Regions from separate parts of the Mus musculus genome. Here all the other regions are linked to region 1. The links are chromatin contacts, called in public HiChIP or PLAC-seq and promoter capture Hi-C maps. All regions are on one chromosome and are shown on one strand. Each heading gives the region's core, a stretch centred on a gene start, on an enhancer-like site or on the middle of the called end of the contact. The rest is flanking DNA. Distances are from core to core; before and after follow the strand shown. Region 1 holds the start of Apol7d (apolipoprotein L 7d). Region 2 has its middle 14 kb from the start of Gm28818. Region 3 has its middle 55 kb from the start of 4933417E11Rik. Region 4 has its middle 34 kb from the start of 4933417E11Rik.

Region 1 (2,700 bases), core at 42-2,541:
GTGTCTTGATGACTATGCCAATAACCCCAGCTCTGTAGAAACTGAGGCAGAAGAATTGCTCCCAAGTTGAACACACAAGCCTGGACAACACAGGAGAATGCCAGGCTAGCTTAGGCTACAGTGTGAGATCATGGCAAAAAAAAAAAAAAAAAAAAAAAAAGAAAAAAAAAAGAAAAGAAAAGAAAAGAAAAGAAAAAGAAAAAAAGGAGGGAGAACTTTTAAATTTTCCTCTAGCCCAAGATAAAGGAAGAGTGTGTCTCTGAAAAACTGGAAGAGAAATGGCTATCCTTGCTCTTGGGGAAAGAATCCTAGGCTACCCCCCCCCCCCCAAAGCACTGAGCCAACTAACATCTCTTTCAAGTTGGTAAGAAACTACCTATTTAGATAGTCTCACCTCCTCCCCGTGTTAAATATTTAACCAGCTATTTGCTGATAAAGAAAATAAGGATCAGGGGAACCACAATAATCTCTGATGTAAAATTTGTAAGTTCGTGTCTCTTTTCTCTTTCACACGTTTTGGTTCCTGGAAGGGCGAACTGAAGGTGTAGAATTTGTTAGCGCACTTGAGGGGAAGAACAGACGGTCCCTACCTCCACTTCACCAGCAACCAGCCTGTTCAGACCTAAGCCTTTTGTGTCCACAGCTGGTTTCCCTCGATAAAGCGCGCACTCACACACGTTCGCACAGCCACGCACGCGCGCAAAAACTTTAGCCACAACTTGAGCGGGCGCTTGAGGACCAACCCATCCCTGCCGCCGGCCGGTTTGAACCAGACTGTCGGTACTCACGCTTGCTCTGACTGACAGCCACCGGGGATTGAGGCTGCACGATTTGCTGAGCCTGCCTCTTGCTCTTCCCGGCTTCGGTGCAGCGCACCGAGGTCCCCAGGCACAGGACTGCCAGCAGCAGCAGCCGCCCGGGTCCCGGACCCCTGAGCATCTTGAGTGGATGGGAGGAGAGTCGCCCTCCCCAGGAGGCAAGTGGCCACGAACTGTGGGTCCCCTCGCAGCCTGCGGGAAAAGTCCTGAGGTGGGGACGCCGGTAAGGAGATGGAAGGAGAGGACCAGAAGTTGTCCGGCTCACACCCTGGGCTCCTTTTCTCCCCCTGTGCAGCGCAGCGGGTGCGAGCGGTTGAGCCCCAAGAGCAGAGGCTTATATGGGACAGTACCTTCCCGCCCCCCACGAGGCCCTGCGCGCCGGGGAGGAGGGTCCGGTCCGACTCCTCCCGCCCCTCCTGCCGCCGCAGCCGCCGCCGACCGCGCGCCTATTGGCCCAGAGTCCGGGTGACGTCACGGGGTACGGTGGGTTCGCCCCGAACAAAAGAGATGCTGATCTCCCGCCAGGTCTGGGACTAGAGAACTTTTTTCCCCTTTCTGGTTTCCTTTGCGGTCGTCAAACTTTTGGGAGGAGGATTGGGGGTAGGGATGGGAAACGGCTGTAAAGTGATGTAGACTCGAAGGAAAGGGAGGGAGGGGCTGGAGCCTAAGGAAGCCTGGGGTGGTAAGGCTTACCCCCCTCATCTCTTAACTTTTTTTTTTTTAAATTGGTGGCTGTGGTGGTGTTTGAGAACATTGCGTCACCTCTGAGAAAAGTCTGTGCACACCAGAGTGTATTTTGTGGGAAGGGAAAAAGTCATAAAGTGGCCACCACCTTGTCCCTGTAGGAATCCAAACTTCACTTTTGCAGCCCCGGGGCGGGGCGGCTCCTTCTGGGTGCTTTTCCTGGGTCCTGGGCGCCGCCTAGGGTCCCCTATCTTTGCCTTTATGGTGTTAGGTAGGCTCAGACCTCGGTTTCTCCACGCAGTACCTGCCAGGTTTCAAGGAAGAGCCTGGGAGAGAGTGAGCGCGTGGCAGAGGTGACCCCCTTCCCTGAGCTTCCACAGCCCTCGGTTCCGCGCGGCGCTCTACAGATTCCAGAGAAACTCACAGGACCAAGTTTCTCTCTAAGAGGAAGCAACAGAAAGTTTCTTTTCTAAGTCGTGAAGCACAGTTTTCCTTTCCTGGGGATGGGGTGCCCGTTTCTTTTAAAAGGGCAGTAGTGAACAGCTTAAGAAGGGGAAAAGTTGAACTGGCTGATGAAGGGGGGCGGGGGGACCCTTCCCGTCCATGCCACGTTCACTGGGCCATCTGCACTCAAACCTAGGTGGCCTCTGAAGGGGGAGTTGGGGTGAGGATGGGTACAAAGATTTAATGTCTTGCCTCCCTCCAGACTTTACCCCGAATCCCCTTGCATGTGTCCGGGCGTTTATTTTATTTTATTTTATTTTATTTTCAGACTTCGCAGTCATGGCAGAATTCCACTATCCACCCCTCCCCCGCTGCCAGATTTTTTATATTTCAATTGTTATCTGCTCCAAGAATGTATAAAGTTCCACTGAAAATTCTCTGGACTTCCTACACTACTGAAGTTGAAAAGGGAATAGGAGACGTCCCCCTGAAGCCAGCAGCTCTAACACGTTGGTCTTTTTTTTTTTTTTTTTTTTAACCTTTCAGACACACACAAGCCCAGTTGCTTTGGTAGGGCTTCAAAAAGACCTTCAAGAAGCCCACTATTTTCAGAGTAGCAGATCCGAACCCCAAACTTGGCTTTCTCCCTCGGTTAGGCGCATGGTCTCCTTTGCTTTGAGAACATATTAAAGCTACTAGCTAGCAAAATATGTTGTTTGTACCAGGTTCTTGGATAATTTGAATTTGTGTGCTT
Region 2 (2,700 bases), core at 161-2,660, 260 kb after region 1:
ATATAACTAAGTAGCCTTCTGAGTGGGCCAAACCATTCCAGAGTAAAATAGTGAGGCTTTTAAACAATGTGAAGATCCTTCTAAAGTTTGAATAAATGTTCAACCATCCTTATGTGAGCGGATCATAAAGAAAATGGAAAGACTATATCAAGCTAGCTAAATGCATCCCACATTCATGGTTTACTCACTAAAATGTTGTTCATGGCTTTCTTACTGATTCTTACAGAACGTGCATATGTCTTTTTAATTTTCCCCTTTTATGTTTCCCAAGTTCACAATTCACATAAAATATCCATTGAAGCAGACAGAAAAGTGAAACGAATGTTTCAAAGCTCTTTGGGGATTTAAGTAGGTTTTTACAATAAAGCTTTGATTACTCAGAAAGGACAGGAGTGCTTAATGACGAGAAGGAGGAGGTTTCCAAAGTGTCAGAGGAGACTCTGATGCAATGGGTTTTCAACCTTGTTGAATACCAAGCCAGAAAGCAGCCAGATGCCACAGGATAGGGCCACAGTCGGGGGGGGGGGGGGGGGGGGGGAGGGGAGCAATCAGAGGAGACGTGCAAAGGTTGTGGTTTCCTGAAATTTAATATGACACAGAGAGTCCCACAGGACTTGCTTCATTATATTATTGTGCAATTTGGACTCAAACAGAGTGAGGCAAACCCACAAGTTAAAGGGTTTTCAAAGTGGCTTAAAACTCACTCTGAAATCAGGACAGAGCACCCTTCCGGTCAGTGTGACTGCAACATTGATCAACAAACACAGAGGGACACAGCACATGGTTGGCTAACAAATGTTATCCAGGTGAAGGTGGGCTTGGCACATACTGCTTTGAAAAGCACTTTTCTCCTTGGATTGGAAACCTGATGGCTGTGTTATGTGATTTGGAGTTTTCTGAGGCCCCCAGTGAAAGATTTATAAAGGCTGTAGGAGACAACATTGGGATATTTGAGCACTTTTTAAGAAAGATCAAAGGTATTGATTTTTTTATTTCCTTATTTTGTCTTCTTATTTAAGAGTTAGCTAGCTGCCCCAAGCATATAGCCTCATCTGGCAGAAGACCCACTGAGAGAGATTTTTTTTTTCATCTCAATTTTCATCTTCTTGGTCTCTTGATGGCTTGATTTCATATCATTTCACAATGCAGGGATTAAGCTGACTGGCTATAAATCTGTGGAGTGTGGATGGGCTGTATAGAAAGAGCAAGAATGGATGAGAGACAACTGTAAATATTTCAAAATGTGTTTCATGGGATCCAAAGTTGGACAGCCTCTCCTTACACTGAGGATAAATGCCATCCAGACATGCTCATTCAGTCCCCTCCCCTTGGTCTGAACCATGAATACCACCATAGAACGTTCAGGCAATGGCCTAAGAGTCATTCACCTACTATAGTGTCATGTGACTTCATGTAACTCCCCGAGAGGTCACTCTCTGGACTGGTACATCAGCTCTTCCCTTTAAAAGTCAGTGCATCGCTAGAGCAGCTGCTGCTTCTGACATCGTTAGCATCGGTTGTCAAGGTGATACACTTGGGAAGAGGGAACCTCAACTGAGAAGCTGACCTTGTGCTGGTTTCATGAGAAATGGCCCCCACAGCCTCAGATATTTGAACACTTGGTCTCTAGTTGTTAGTCCTGTTTGTGCAGCTTTAAGAGGTGCATCTTGCTGAAGGAAACATGTCCCTGGAGGATAGGCTTTGAGAGCTTACAGACAGCACCACTCCAACATCTCTCTCTCTCTCTCTCTCTCTCTCTCTCTCTCCATCTCTCCCTCTCTCTCCTTCCTAGAGTAAGCTCCCTGCTTTTACTAGCATGTTTACCACTTGCTGCCTGGCCATGATGGATTCTTAAAACTCTGGAATCCAGAGACCAAAATAGACTCTTTCTTCCTTAAGTAGCCCTGACCATGGCAGTTTATCCCAGCAACAGAAAAGAAGCTAAGACAGGCGTCCATCAACTGGCCTGTGGAGGTGTCTGTGGGTTCTTCCTTGACTGCTGATTGATATGGCAGGGTGCAGCCCTCTGTGGTTCACACTATCCCTGGGCAGGTGGGTCTGGGCTGTATAAGAAAGGTAGTTGAGTAGCCAGGAAAAGTCAGTAAACAGCGTTCTTCCATGGTCTCTGCGCCAGTTCTTCCCTCCAGACTCCTGCCTTGAGTTCTGTCCCGACTCCCCTCAATGGTGAAGTATAAAATGAAATAAACCCTTTCCTTCCAAGTTGTTTTGGTCATGAGGTTTGTTACCGCAACAGAAACTAAACTAGAACCAATACCTTTCCCATAATTATTCACGTATTTATGCATTCATTCAGAAGAGTATATATTTTAAAACATATACCATGTTTAAGGTCTTAAGGAATTTAGCATTGAACACAGCAAAGTCCTTGAAGTCCACTATTTCATAGTGTTTATATATTGAGGAAGAACTACTTACTATTAGACTAGAATATCATAAAATCATACTATGGTTATTGAAGGAATTCTGGACAAGGCTGCGACCACGGCTTGCCATAAGCTCCTTGGGCTGAAGGAAACTAATGCTTACTAGTAAACAACTGCTATGAGCCAGGCACTGTGAAGATACCACTGCCTCCTCAGTGGGCAGGAAGTTGAGCTGGCTATGTTCCATGGTGTCTGGTAGAGCATAAACTTGTACGCAGTTGGATACTGATGAAATGATAGGTTGTCATTAAATTTC
Region 3 (2,700 bases), core at 61-2,560, 410 kb after region 1:
GAGCATGTGTCCATTATAAATGAGAGCAACTTTAAATAAATCTCAGCAATTGTGGTCACATAATAGAGTAGAAGGTGGGTGGAGGCATCAGAAACACAAAAACAAACAAACAAACACAACCAAAAAACTCAACTAAGAAGGGGCGTACCCAAGCACCTGAAGGGATCTGCAATCCTATAGGTGGAACAATAATATGAACTAACCAATTACCCCCCACCCCCAGCTCGTGTCTCTAGCTGCATATGAATCAGAAGATGGCCTAGTCGGCCATCAGTGGAAAGAGAGGCCAATTGGTCGTGCAATCTTTATCTGCCTTAGTACAGGGGAACGACAGGGCCAAAAAGTGGGAGTGGGTGGGGGAGGGAGTGGGGGGGGAGCATGTGGGGGACTTTTGGGATAGCATTGGAAATGTAAATGAAATAAATACCCAATTTTAAAAAAAGAAAGAAAGAAAGAAAAAGTTACTCTAGTATTTATTAAGGGCAAATGGACCACAGCAATAAAGAAGAGGAAAAGCGGGGACTCATACCTACCCCAAGAGCAGGATAAAAGGACCACTGATGTGGATGTTGGAATTGTTGAGGAAAAACAGGGAATTGTTAAGAGCAAACATGAGGTTTAAGAGGGATTCTTGCAGAACACAGGGCAGGGTATCCAGAGGGGTAATGAGAGATGAGAAACTAGATTAACTTAGATCAGACACGGCAGTGGTCTGGTACCAGTGTGTGTGTGTGTGTGTGTGTGTGTGTGTGTGTGTGTGTAATTTGGGCTGAACATAGAGGTCTTCTTGCTCTTGAGAACAAGGACAGCCTACCACAAACGTTTTAAAGAAGGCTGGCTACAGCTGAGTTGGAAAAAGACGTTTGTCAATAAACACCCCATCCTTCTTACAGAATTTCTCTCCAAAACCCTTCTTCTCTGCTCAAACTTTGGGAAGCTTTGTTCTTTGTTTCATGAGACAGCAAGAAGCATTGTTTTGTTTTGAAATAAGATAGAGACAAATAATGGTAATGACAAACCTCTTCCTCCCAGCAAGGAAGCATTTTTGCATTTGTGATGCATTTTTAGGTGGGTGACCTCCTACCTGCAATGTCCCCAAAGCACAGCCACAAAGAACTGAAAAAAAAAGGAAACTTAGCACTGAGAGCCAAGGGGTTAATATTACGGTTCCAGGGCCGCCCTCTAAACAACACAATCAGTCAACTGTTTTTCCTGCCTCTCCAGCAAAAACACATGTTCCAGCTTACTCCACACTGCTCCAACTATTGCAAATGCATTGCAGTAAAGGGTTTTCCTATGAAAATATCCCATACTATTTAAAGTAACTGCAAACATCTGCAGGCTTGCTTTTGTTACATTGTCTCCCATCGTTAGCGGGACCATGTCTGTCTGTCCACCACTGTTTCTCCCCTTCGGTTATGTGTTACAGATGGATTTTTACTGCCTTTTTGATCTCCTCCTCCCCTCAAACCTTTCAGAATTTTGTTTTTAGCAGGGTGTTTCTCAAAGTGTGCTCTGTGGATGCTCTTTGGTGAGCTTAGCATTTCGCAGGTAGAAAGCCATTGGTGAATGCCTTCCAGTACTTAATTGAAAATATAAGGTTGTTTCCCCCGGCCTCTTTGTCAGCACAGATGGTTTTGCTCATGTGGATACTTTAAATTATATTTTAGTGTTAAGTATATTAATTTACAGAGCATAACAATTTAGAGATTTATTTACCAATATTAAAAACATTACCTTTGACACAAAAATCTGGGCTTAAATACATATTTCAAATATGGCAAAGCCTTTAGAACTGTTTTTCTTTTAAGTTTTTGAAATAGCATCAAAACATCTGGTCCATGGGTTGCTGGCAAGCACCTCTTTCCTCCTTCTATTGTCTTGGTATCTTCATCACGTATACATCTTCATATCTTAGAAAATGACATAAGAGAGCTGAGGAGATGGCTTTTTCTGTTTGTTGTTTGCTGTTTACAAGAGGAAAGGCCTGAATTACAATACCCAGAACCCTCATAGAAAACTTGGCACAGTAGCACCTGTAACCCTGGTGGGGAAGAGTGGAGAGGCAGGCAGATCCCCAGAGCTGGTCTAGCCAATCCGTTAGCTTAAGGTTTAATGAAAAATAGTGTGGCAAATGATAGAAGAATACAGCCAGCACTGACCTGCACCCCATGCATACACATATGCACCAAAGAGAGAGAGAGAAAGAGAGAGAGAGAGAGAGAGAGAGAGAGAGAGAGAGAGAGAGGAAAAAGGAGGAGGAGAAGCAGCATAATATTATTGTGGATTTGTTTACATAACAAAATTTTCTAACATTCATCATTTCCTATCAGATTATAACTTTGCATTTGTCATTTAAGCCCTGGTAAATGCAGGATGCCATCTGGGTGCACTAGGAGACAGACAGGAAGATAAACAAAGGGTTAATTGGCAGTAGCATCCATGAAAGGGCATCGGACAGGGCTGGGCAGGGCAAGCCATCAGACAGTGATAGGGACTTAAGGAAAATCTCTGGCAAGCAGAGAGCAAAGCTAGCCCATAGGAGGAGTTCCACTCTGAAGAGACAAGGCTAGACTCTTCTGCCGCTGCCTCCCTCAGCTATGGGCTTCCCCAAGAAGAACAGAACCTCTGGGGGTAAGCCTTGACAGACCAGCAAGCTTCTAGGAGATGTTCACTAACTATGCTCCTCCCAACTGACAG
Region 4 (2,700 bases), core at 48-2,547, 390 kb after region 1:
ACAGAACAAAATTAAAATTATTTTAAGTTCGCGTTTCATTAATAAAAAAAAAAAACAAACTGGGTACACCAGTTAAAATGATGCTTTTTGAACTTAATTTGGCTTCTCTTCCTGACTGCTACTTCCAAACATCCTTTGCTGAGAGCCTTTCTAGATATGTTTATATATAGGTATATACTGAGACAGAGCATTACCCCCTGTTTTCTTTTTTTTAATAAATGTGCAATGTTAGGGAAAAAGAAGAAGAAGACCAAAGGAAACAGGAATTAGAACACTTAGCCAGAACAATAAGAAATTCTTAATAAAAATCAGCTGTATTATGTCATTAAAATTTAATATATGAAGCTTTCTCATGTATATGACTCTGAAAGCCTTGGAAAAACATTTGTTAATAGGCTGGTAATCACCACTTGCCTTATTTACCTAAGAATTTTTCTTTAAATGATGAATAGGTCCAACTGTGAGCTACCTTCTTAAGAAAATATAGATGCTAATAGATTGAAGTTGAGGCGACTACGTGTTCTTCCTTGTTTGAATAGTACTCAATGACTGTTTTTTAGCCATCGGGGAAATAGCTTAATTTTATTCTAAACAGAGCCCTACTGAGAAAATAATACAAGACACTCTTTAGTTTGCCCGGGGATTTGAGAACTGCGGAAGCTCATATGGGTTCCATGAATGAGAGAATCACACTCTTCCTTCCCACAGATAAGTTAAATTAGCTGCTCCCTAAATCAAAACATGGTCTGGTACAAACCGGGGTCTCCAAGAGGCACATTTCTGACATGTTCTTTATGAATGCACGCTCTCAACTCAGTGTGCTATTCATCTAGGCTTAGCAAATAAGCCCCTTACCTTTTCCCTCTCTGCGGAGATGTTTTCCTTCTCCCTTGTAATTTGTGGCGGCTTAGCAACTGATTAATGAGCCCTTGCTGGAAAAACCATTGATTTGACCATAAGTAATGCCTATGGAACTGTTCTGGTTAAACAACAACAAAAAAAAAGTTCTGCAGAAAGCACCAAAGCCATCACAAAAAGCCCCGCTTAGATTCAAAACGAGAAATCTCTGCCTCCACGCACAACCCTCCCAACCCTGTTCTGTTTAAGTCCTGAAGTGATATCAGATTACCACCTTAAACTACCTCCAGAGAAGGAAGGGTCTCTGTGGAGGTGTGGCTTTGAAGGACTAGGTGTGTCTGTTGGAGGAAGTGTGCCGGAAGTTGTGGGGGCGGGGCGGGGGAAGGTTGGGGGAGGACTTTGAGGTCTCCGAAGCTCAAGCCTGTCTAGTGGCTTATAATTCCTTTCTGCTGCCTGCAGATCCATATGTAGAACTCTCAGCTCCTGCTCCAAACACCATGTCTGCCTGCAGACGGCCATGTCCCTCGGCATAACGATAATGGACTAAACTTTTGAAACTGTAAGCCAGTCCCAAATAAATGTTTTCCGTGGTCATGGAGCCTCTTCACAGCAATATGAACCCAAACTAAGGCATTCTCTATTCACACTGTTCCCTCAATGAACATCCCACAAACATGAGTGACTGGATACACATTAGATCCTTAGCTTGTGCATGTTTTTTTGTTTGTTTGTTTGTCTTGACACAGGTTAATTTTAGTCATAATTTTACAATGTGAGTTGAAATTGTGATGCGCTTCGCCTTTTCAGCTTAGTGAAATACTGTAGCAATCTAATTTAGTTATTTAAAATCCGACCGAGAAATGGTCCCCTCAACCCTGTGAGTTTTTAGAGGCAGGATTTCCCACTATGTTCACAGAAACGTAGACACTGTGACCTAAGAAATGATAGTATTCAGAGGATTTTATTTTTAAGGGATTGTCCCAAACAGACCTAAAAGTTAAACTTTTCAGATTTGAACAGCATAAAGAGACAGAATTCTCAGAGCACAAAGCAATACCAGTTTACCGCTCTAATTGGTGGCATGAACCTGGGAGAGGAGTGCCTAGAAATGAGGTAGACCAAAGTCCCATATAATCGCCATCTTTATTCAGAGCATCGGGCAATGTATGCCCTGAGGGTTAAGAAGAATCTCCTGTGCAATCGCAAGGATAAGCGATTTTGCCCAAGGTGGCAAAGATATATTTTCCATGAAAGTACATGAATAACAAGAGCTGAGGTAAACTCACTCTGTCTGCTACACCTTGGAGAATCACAAAAATACATTCCAAGAACAATTCTGTGTTGTTGAGAAGCAGAGATTACAAGACTCTAGTTCTCTCACAGAGTCTCAGAATCTCCTCGTTCAGCTTCATTCATAGATGGTGCTCTGACAATACCTTTATTCTGCAGCACCCTGGGATTAAAAGGCAGCAAATACAACTTCTTATCATGCAAAGTTCTGTGGGCCACTCCTCTTACACGCAGAAAGAACAAACCATAAAGTTGCTTCAAGCACGCACTCATTCAAGTGGGCTCATCTGCTTCATTTGACGCCTTGGTTTGATAACGCTATTAATTAAAGTGCTACATGCCCAGCTTGGAAATGTGTGGGCTTTTAATGGTACCCGTTTTGGAAACAAGTCAATATGTTGTAGAGACAGAGCTCATTAATGGCAAACAGTCAACAGTAAATCTTACTGACTTCACCCAAATCCTGCTCATCCTCTGAGAGGAGAGTTAAATCCTGGCTTCTCTATAGAGAGTCTTGCAGACACGCCGCTCTGAAGGGCCTCTCGGTGTTCC

What was found. Promoter capture Hi-C pulls out the DNA fragments that hold promoters and counts their contacts. HiChIP or PLAC-seq counts read pairs in DNA pulled down with a chosen protein or histone mark.
Region 2: a contact with region 1 is called in a promoter capture Hi-C map of liver, with 6 times the contacts expected there. The contact joins the enhancer-like site here to the promoter of Apol7d in region 1. A contact is called at or near these places in 9 of 39 promoter capture datasets (the 3T3-L1 cell line, 3T3-L1-derived adipocytes, the SN4741 cell line and 5 more), 1 of 15 datasets of contacts at CTCF or cohesin (the NIH/3T3 cell line), 10 of 484 Hi-C or Micro-C datasets (the C2C12 cell line, the MC3T3-E1 cell line, adipose-derived mesenchymal stem cells and 5 more), 8 of 115 datasets of contacts at active chromatin or transcription factors (the NIH/3T3 cell line, bone marrow-derived macrophages, embryonic fibroblasts and 5 more) and 3 of 9 other capture datasets (adipose tissue, embryonic stem cells and liver).
Region 3: a contact with region 1 is called in an H3K4me3 HiChIP or PLAC-seq map of embryonic limb bud, with 6 times the contacts expected there. The contact joins the enhancer-like site here to the promoter of Apol7d in region 1. A contact is called at or near these places in 14 of 39 promoter capture datasets (the 3T3-L1 cell line, 3T3-L1-derived adipocytes, the C10 cell line and 10 more), 6 of 484 Hi-C or Micro-C datasets (adipose-derived mesenchymal stem cells, embryonic fibroblasts, nephron progenitors and 1 more), 12 of 115 datasets of contacts at active chromatin or transcription factors (the NIH/3T3 cell line, craniofacial prominence, embryonic fibroblasts and 8 more) and 4 of 9 other capture datasets (adipose tissue, embryonic stem cells, liver and 1 more).
Region 4: a promoter capture Hi-C map of cranial neural crest shows a contact between it and region 1. The contact joins the enhancer-like site here to the promoter of Apol7d in region 1. A contact is called at or near these places in 11 of 39 promoter capture datasets (the C10 cell line, the SN4741 cell line, cranial neural crest and 7 more), 1 of 15 datasets of contacts at CTCF or cohesin (the NIH/3T3 cell line), 3 of 484 Hi-C or Micro-C datasets (liver and uterus), 8 of 115 datasets of contacts at active chromatin or transcription factors (the NIH/3T3 cell line, cardiomyocytes, craniofacial prominence and 5 more) and 4 of 9 other capture datasets (adipose tissue, embryonic stem cells, liver and 1 more).

What each region holds. Positions count from the first base shown.
Region 1 is chr1:71,652,044-71,654,743 of GRCm38.p6, forward strand. It overlaps Apol7d (apolipoprotein L 7d), which reads left to right and starts at 1,292. Exons shown (of 4, transcript NR_040308.1): 1 at 1,292-1,343. It overlaps Fn1 (fibronectin 1), which reads right to left and starts at 1,191. Exons shown (of 46, transcript NM_010233.2): 1 at 789-1,191. The coding sequence starts at 939.
Region 2 is chr1:71,912,026-71,914,725 of GRCm38.p6, forward strand. No RefSeq gene overlaps it. Among named protein-coding and RNA genes, the nearest start is that of Gm28818, 14 kb to the left of the region's middle. Within about 2 kb of position 1,411, at least 42 of the 459 cell types and tissues checked have an H3K27ac peak or open chromatin away from gene starts, as enhancers often do. A contact at or near this core is called in 3T3-L1-derived adipocytes, the C2C12 cell line, adipose tissue and 3 more, where this site is marked.
Region 3 is chr1:72,059,326-72,062,025 of GRCm38.p6, forward strand. No RefSeq gene overlaps it. Among named protein-coding and RNA genes, the nearest start is that of 4933417E11Rik, 55 kb to the left of the region's middle. Within about 2 kb of position 1,311, at least 29 of the 459 cell types and tissues checked have an H3K27ac peak or open chromatin away from gene starts, as enhancers often do. A contact at or near this core is called in craniofacial prominence, embryonic limb bud and uterus, where this site is marked.
Region 4 is chr1:72,037,529-72,040,228 of GRCm38.p6, forward strand. No RefSeq gene overlaps it. Among named protein-coding and RNA genes, the nearest start is that of 4933417E11Rik, 34 kb to the left of the region's middle. Within about 2 kb of position 1,298, at least 9 of the 459 cell types and tissues checked have an H3K27ac peak or open chromatin away from gene starts, as enhancers often do.